2 separate regions of the Sus scrofa genome follow, and region 2 is linked to region 1. A link is a contact called in public Hi-C data. All regions are on one chromosome and are shown on one strand. The core of a region is the stretch at or near the end of the contact, and the rest is flanking DNA. Distances in the headings are between cores, read along the strand shown.

Region 1 (4,194 bases), core at 348-2,847:
GGCTGAGGGAAATCACATTGAAAATAATAAAAGGGCTTGTACCCCTTCCCTACTCAGCTTGGGATTTCAACAACTATCCTTAAGGCCAGCCTCTTAACCTCCCCACTAAAAAACAAAAGAACGAATTTCAAAAATTGTCCAATTAAGATAGGATAGTTACTCCGGGAAACTTGGAGTTCCAGCTGCCATGGCCACTTGGCTAATGGATTCCAGCTTGTGAGCTGAACCCTGTCCCACGCCACTGTCACATGACCCAGAAGGAGTGGAGCACAAGACTGCCCACTGTCTCATCCATCTGAGTTGTGTTGTATATTGTTAAAACCCTGGAACGGTGCAGGACTTAAAGGCAGTTGCTGAATGTATATGCTTAACTGTTTTTCCTGCATATTTCTTTATTCTAAAATATGTCTATACTCAGAAATTATGATGGAGCAGTAAATTATTTCTTTATCTTGTAAGACTTCCCAAACAAGCCATTAAAGATCTAGCACACAACTGGGCTGGATTAAAAGTGGTAGGTGTCCACATCAAAAGATCATTATCTTATTATCCTCTGCTCTGGCTAGGAGCATTTTGTCTTGCTTTAGGTGCCATTCTTTAGAAAAAAAAAATTTTAATAGAGGAGAATAATGGTGATATCAACTATAAAGATAGTAATAAAAATAATTACTTGCAAGATGCCCTGCATCATTCTAACTGCGTGAACACGTTATTAATTCATGAATCCTCCGAACAATTCTTGGGTGAGAAACCGGAAGCACAGAGAGGCTGTTATTTCTGGTCCTACAAGTAGAAATTGACAGGGCCATTTTGTAAAGCCCTAAAGTTCCGTGTGAGATGGGACCTTTTTTTTTTTTTTATAGTAATGGTGTTATCTTAAATAAGAGGATTAGGGAACTGGCTTTTAAACTGAGATGCGGAAAAAGAATTAATTAGGCAAAAGTGGAGGAGATGGAAATGTAAAATTGTTCTAAGAATAGGGAGCAGCGAGTGCAAAAATCTTGAGGTAGGTGTATGCTTGATGCGTTTGATTATTTAAAAGGCAGAGTAACTGGAGCAGAGTGAGGAAGAAAGGAACGACAAAGAGGAGTCTGGAGCTGAAGGCAGAGGCTAGATCTTGTATCATCTTCAGCATTTTGGTTAACAGTAAATGGGTAGATACTTCTCCTTACAGGGGCATTACATCCCAAACCTTAGCTATCATAGTATGTGGTTCAGAGAAGACCAGCTATTAAGACAGGTTGACTGAATGAATGAACCCCTGCATTTTAAATAACTTATTTCAGAGTCTTGTGTGATATTCTTTGCTACAGAACCTTGAAAATGAATTTTTGTGTCAAGGACACACAAAACTGCGTAGAGTTTTTCTTTTAAAACCAGCGCAAGTATAACGCTAACCCCAATTACTCGCTTGGGGGAAAGCACTGCGCGTGCGCCGCTCGCCAGTTTCGCAACGCTCTAAGACCCTCTAGCAAAGGAATCACCTTTGCGCTTGCTCGGTTCTGAGCTGCTTGCCCAGAGGGCGGGTTCCATTGAAAAGGAAATGGTCACCGCGCCTGCGTCGCTGCTTCTGGGGCTTAGGCTGGCTGCGCAGGCGCACAGGTACCATTTTGACCGTAAACATCCTGCCGATTTGAACCGAGGATTTGGGCGGCAGGAAGAGCCGCGGCGTAACGGCAGCCATCTTGTTTGTTTGAGTGAATCGGAAAGGAGGCGGCGGCTGTGGCGGCGGCGGGAGCTGCTCCGAAGCTACACCGCACAAGGGCTCCCCCCCTTTCCCCGCCCCCTCCCCCGACCCTTTTCCCCTCCCCAGGCCACCCAGCCCGCCCAACTCCCGGCGGAGAACAAGGTAAGAGAGTCGGCCGACCCCTTCTTATCCTCCGGCTCCCTCCCCCCACCCCTTCTCCGCCGTGTAGCCGTCGGGGAGCCGGGCTCCGGGGGATGGCGGGGAGCAGGAGGGCGAGGGAGACGGCTGCACAGTCCTCGCCCTGGGACAGGGCCGCGCCGCCACCCTCCGAGCTCCCAAACGGCAGCGCCGCGCGCGGAGGCCCCTTGCTCTGGGCCCGCCCTCGGCCGGGACCCGCGCAGCTTGGGCCCGCATCATCGCTTGTTGGCTCACAAATGGTGCTGGTCTCTTCCGAGGCCAAAAAAGCCGTTACCCGGCCGGCCCCTCGGGGAGCCGCATTTCCCCGAGGAAACAGGAAATCTTGGGAGGTGGAGGGCGAGGACGAGGTTTGAACGAGCCCGCTCTGGGGACCGGGCCGCCTACTGCTCGGGTGAAAATGGCTGTCTAGGAAGACGCGGGATTCCGGGCGGGAGGCGGCGGCGGCGGGCCGGGCGCCGGCGATGCCAGCCCGGAGAGCCCCTAAAGTCTGGCGGGCGAGGGTGCAGGGGGTCGGGGACACGCGGGCCCTGCCTTCTCCGTGGGGCCGGAGGGCGGCGGCGGGGCCCTCGCCAGGGACTGCCGCTGCTCCCCCTTCCATTTTTTTTTTTTTAAAGGAAAACTTTTACGTTGAGGATATTAAATATTGGATAGACCAATAGAAAACGCGACCTGGGGAAGTGGTTTCTGATTGTTAGGAAATTAGCATAATTAGTTTTTCTCCCCGAATTTCCTAATGTTTAAGGAAATTAGGTGTGGTGGAGACGTTTCGGGGAGGTGTGCGTTTCTGACAAACGCTTGGTGCCTTTTTCCTTGCTGAGAAGGTTTTCAGAATGATGTGCTGTGACAGTGGGGTGACACTGTCGAATTGTGCTGCCAGACCTAGCGGCCTTCTTCATAGTGGAGAGAAGGAAACGCTGAAGGGTTTATCTGGCCAGCTTATGATAGGTTAGAGTTTCAAGGTTCAAAAATGTGCCTGTGTTTTCAAGGGTTTCTGATTAAAGCTTTTGTGGTTTTATCGACTTTTCTTTGCAAGCCAAAGTTAGTATCTGCTCTCCTTCTATTGTTTGGAATGATCGCTGAATTGCAGGAGGGGAAAAATTCTGTTTTCCGAAAATGAATGTAAATGCCAGTGAGCTCTGTGATTGTGCAGAATTTTGGAGACAGGGTGGAGGTTTCTAAAGTTGTGGAGTCGTTGAATTTCTTTAATGTTGGAGGCGACTAATCAGTTACTTTCAGAAAGCTACTGATGAGGACATATGCCATATCCAGTAATTAAATTACTTAGTTTGTAGAGGAGGTGACAGCAGTGCATAACCAATGGACATTTTTTATTTATAAGTCAGAATTACATTGGTAGAGCTTAACTTTTACCTTTGTGTTTGCAGACTAAACACTTCAGTACACTCTAGTATTAGTTTTTCTTGAGGAAGAGAATTTCTTTCCTGATGAATTCCTATTTACTGGGACAAAGATTCTGATACATTTTATTCCTTAGAGTTTGGTACTGTAGGGAAATTTATTTATTGGAAATGAGGATTTTGTGGGTTTTGTTTAAATGTTGTGATGTCAGAATTGTTGGGTATGATCATGCTAAGTGGTATGTGCTCTGCTGTGAGGTTTTTTTTTCCCCAAAAAAGTAACTTTTTGCATGTATTGGTTATGATCTTCTATTTAATTCTCATCCAGTCTGGCAAACATTCCCATTTTTTAGATGAAAAGGCTAAGATTCAGATATTTGAATCACTACAAATGAATGAAGGAACTGAATTTGAACCCAGGACTGTCTGATTGTAAAACTCTTGTTCAAAGAAATTTAGTACCAAAAAGGAGGGGAGTTCTAGTGTGTAGGGTTGGAAATACCTTCTGTCCCTGAACCACTCCCCCACCAACCCCAAAGATAGTTCCATTCTTATCTGAGTTAGATGTTGATGGTTTCCAAGGTTAGTAATCACTTAATTTCCACCTTCCAGGCTTTTATAGTTAGGGAAAATTAACTAACAGATTAAGCAGCTTAACTTGCTAGTTAATGGCAGAGCACTCCCAATATAATTTTTACCTTGAGTAGGTGATGTATGTGTGTGCCTCAAGTTTAAACAAAGGTGGGGGGAATAAAGCCCAGCAATACAAAAGGGTAGGCCTCACTTTCTCACTGGACCCACTTTCCACAGGTGACCAGTATCATCGTTTTATTTGCACTTTAAAGATAACGTTATTTTCATGCAAGTGCATGTTATATACATGTATAGGAAGAGAACTCTTAACACTTTTAAATCTTATGTTTAACACTTAAACATATCATTGTTTAAGAG
Region 2 (3,943 bases), core at 899-3,398, 170 kb after region 1:
TATCTTTTGATAAACACCAAGAACTGACAGAATAATATGCTTTAAGATAAATTATCAGTGAGGTTGTAGGCAGTAGGGGAAATATATGAACAAGAATGGACATGTCAGTAATTGCAAAAGCTGGGTGGTAGACATTTCATTATACTATTCTATTTTTCTGTATTTTTGAAATATTCCCAAAGCTCAGATATTAAATTCTTTAGGGGAAAAAAATGCTAAAGAGTATCATTTCATAAAGTACATCTCAACCATTTTTATGCTACAACACTGTATTAAAAATGTTCATATTTCTATGGCAAACAGGTAAATACACAAGCTGCTTGTAGCCAGAAGCAATCAATTCTAGGGCACGGGACATCTAAGGTTTTGTCTGGCCCATTTGAGGCTCTGCTTGAATGATACCCATTTGAAGTTCTGAGAGCTATTCACAGGGTAGTATTACCCCTGAGAAAACCAGGCCATTAACATCACATGAAGAGTAAAGGCCCATTCTTCCATTTGTGTGTAAAAAGAACTAGATAAATGATACAGTACACGTTAACAATGGTAATTCATTGATGTGGTATTAATGGGTCATTATAATTTTCTTTTTCCACTTTTCTTTTTAAAGCCACACCTGCAGCATATCAAAGCTCCTAGGCTCGGGGTCGAATGTGAGCCACAGCTGCCGGCCTACACCGCAGCCACAGTAAGGCCAGATATGAGCAGCATCTGTGACCTACACTGTAGCTTGTGTCAATGCCGGATCCTTACACTCAGGCCTGGGATGGAACCAGAATCCTCAGGGACACTATGTTGGGTCCTTAATCTGCTGAGCCACAAAAGGAACTCCATCTTTTTTTCACTTTTTAAAGGAAATATCCTTTTAAAAAAAAAAACCCAAAACAACAACCTACTAAGTTTCTGAATAGTAGTGCTTTATTACACAGCCTCAATTTACTTTCTTTCTAGCTTCTCTCCCAAATATACACTGTACGCTAATCCTGGCATTTCACAACTCCACTCCTTTGTTCCCCACAAGTCACTTCTCTTTTCTGTCACTCAAAAAATGTCCTTCCCCTTAGAACTGAACCATGACTGGGATCAAAAGTTATCTCCATGACATCCTCCTTGTTTCCATCCTCCCTCAATCCCAACCCCACAAAGTTCCATCTTAGGTGTTCCCACAACTTGAGGAAGTGGGGACACTAGACTTGGGGTCAAAACACATCAATGAGCGGTTGACTTATGCAATTTGCTGGCGCTAAGGGCTGGGAGATCATCCTGTTCACCATGTTAGCCTCTGGTTAGATCAGGTGTTTAGCCTATGGCTGATAACCAACAGACAACTAAATAAACTACCTTGAGCAAAGTTCTTAACACTGAATCTTGACTTTCTGGAAATTGAACATGTTACACCATGGGGCAGTTGCGAAGCTATGCAAAGACAGGATAGGTCTCAGATACAAATAAACGCTCTACATATACTATTATCTTGTGGACTTTAGCAAATTTATAGGTAGCTATGAGCTTTTTTACAGATGAGAAATCCAAGACTCTGAGAGGTTAAATAGCTTGCCCCAATTCACAAAGTTAGGACTGGGACCAATATTCGAAATCAGGTCCGACAGCAAAACACGTGTTCTTATCCGCCGGCTAACAACACGTGAATATTCGCCTGGCATTTTATTTTCTGCCGACGTAATACAGACCCGTCCTCCTTATCGGCCCCGCTGAACGGTCAACTTCTCCCGGGTGGGGCGCTTTGCCCCTCCAGGGCTCGCAAAGGACGCCTGCAAGCAGCGGCTTCGTTATACCGCATTCGTAGGACTCCCGCGCCACCACCCGGACTGGCCTTCCCACCTGGTGGTGCACAGCTGAGTCTCCCCCATTAGGTAGCGGGGCAGCTGTTCCCGCAGCTGGATGCGGCCCCGCAGCGCCGCCTGACAGAAGGTGCCGTCCACCAGGATCTGGTACGGTTCGCGGACCCCGAAATTGTTGCGGAAGAAGCCAAGATGCTTCTTGGCGTGTTTCTGCCTTGTGATCTTCATGCCTTGCTTTTCCCGACAGAAGCCACGGGACCAGCAGTTAGGCCCGAACCCCTCCTACGCAGCCTGGTACCAGGAACCGGCTTCTCCCGGAAATGAAGAGCTCTTGGCCCCGGAAGCAAACGCCCTCACCAGCCGGCGGTTTACGTCCCGCCCCAGTGAGCGCGCGCGAGCTTCGTCGCGCTGCCCGAGGTTCTTAAAGAGCTCTCGGGGGCGGAGCTTGCTCCTAGGCCTGAAACAGAGTAGGTGTGCTAATTTTGCTCAAAGGCGCACAGGCACAGTCATGGGCCAGATTAAAAGAAAATATAGAGGCTGCTTCTTGCACGTTACCTGGCACAGTCAACCTCTCAAAAATAACCGGTATGGAGTTCCCATCGTGGCTCAGTGGTTAACGAATCCGACCAAGGACCATAAGGTTGTGGGTTCGATCCCTGGCCTCGCTCAGTGGGTTAAGAATCCCGCGTTGCCGTGAGCTGTAGTGTAGGTCGCAGGCGCGGCTCTGATCCCACGTTGCTGTGGCTGTGGTGTAGGCAGCTGTAGCTCCGATTCAACCCCTAGCGTGGGAACCTCTATATGCCGCCTGGTGCAGCCCTAGAAAAGGCAGAAAGTCAAAAAACAAAACAAAACACGATGTGATAATAGTGAATGATAATAGTGAGTTTTAATATCTTCTAGGCACTGCTCTAAGTAATTTACGCATTTTACCCTTTAATGTTAATAATTTCCAAGTGAGCAGTGGAAACTAATTGAGTAGTATCCATGAGGATGCAAGTTCCATCCCTGGCCTCCCTCAGTGAGTGGGGGGATCCGGTGTTACCATGAGCTGTGGTATAGGTGGCAGATGTATGGCTGTGGCTGTAGTGTAGGCTGGCAGCTTTAGTTTGGATTTGACCCCTAGTCTGGGAACCTCCATATGCAATTCTAGCTGCCCTAAAAAGAGGAAAAAAAAAAAAAAAAAAAGAAAGAAAAAAAAATTTCCAAGTGAGGGAAGGAAAGGGACTAAAATATATTGGACAGCGACAGCGATGACTGGGCAGGTTTGTAGTGGTTACCTTCCTATAATGAAGTTAAGCAAGTGGTTGTTTGGTGTGAGAACTACCACTGGAACCCAGGTCCCTTGCCAGAAATTCAAATGTTCTTTCTTTCCTCCTCACCCCCCACCCCCATAGGACTATCCTCACCTAATGTCGAGGCCAATGAAAAGTCCCACTGTTTTGCATTCCTCTTCTGGAGACCATCCTAAATCACTAACAAGGAGTGTTCCGGAAGAACCTCTCAAAAGCTTCCTTTTCTAAGAGTCAGAGTCCCTAGAGTCCTAATTCTGCCCCTAACCCAAGGCCTTTGACCTTGAGCTGCTCTCCAAGAAAGCTAAGTTCAGCTTCCTCACAGTCAAATTGGTTCGCAAGACTAGAAGACTTAAGAATGCTTTTTAGTTCTATAGTCTCTAAGGTAGGAAGACTAACAGGGATGTCCAAAACTGTCTGAAAGTTTAGAAATTACTTGATCAACTTGATTAATGAAGAAAGCAACCAGAAAATTTTGAGTTCCCCAGTGGCTAGTTGCCACATTATCCACTTTAATTCAAGGCAAAATAATCCAAGATTGGGAGACATAGAATTTTGAATTTTTGTTCTGTTCTGGAATCTGTCCCAGATCTGGTTTTGGCTCAAGATTGAGAGAAAGAACCAATGCAGAAAAGGAACTGACACAGTGATTGAGGCGTTCCCACTGTGGCACAGGGGGATCAGCAGCGTCTTTGCTCTGCCAGGGCACAGGTTCAGTCCTTGGCCTGGCACAATGGGTTAAAGGATATGGGTATTGCCCAGGCTTCTGCTGCTGCTGCTGTGTTGTTGCAACTGCAGCTGGGATCTGATCCCTAGGCAGGGAACGCCATATGCCAGGGCAGCCAAAAAAGA

What was found. A called contact is a pair of places that touch in the nucleus more often than the background predicts.
Region 2: a contact with region 1 is called in a Hi-C map of liver, with 3 times the contacts expected there. A contact is called at or near these places in 2 of 5 promoter capture datasets (fetal liver and liver), 7 of 47 Hi-C or Micro-C datasets (blood, embryonic fibroblasts, heart right ventricle and 3 more) and 2 of 2 datasets of targeted methods (alveolar macrophages and skeletal muscle).

What each region holds. Positions count from the first base shown.
Region 1 is chr4:21,771,224-21,775,417 of Sscrofa11.1, forward strand. RAD21 (double-strand-break repair protein rad21 homolog) reads left to right here and starts at 1,598. Exons shown (of 14, transcript XM_005662889.3): 1 at 1,598-1,849.
Region 2 is chr4:21,938,846-21,942,788 of Sscrofa11.1, forward strand. It overlaps UTP23 (rRNA-processing protein UTP23 homolog), which reads right to left and starts at 2,149. Exons shown (of 3, transcript XM_003481351.4): 1 at 1,843-2,149. The coding sequence starts at 2,030.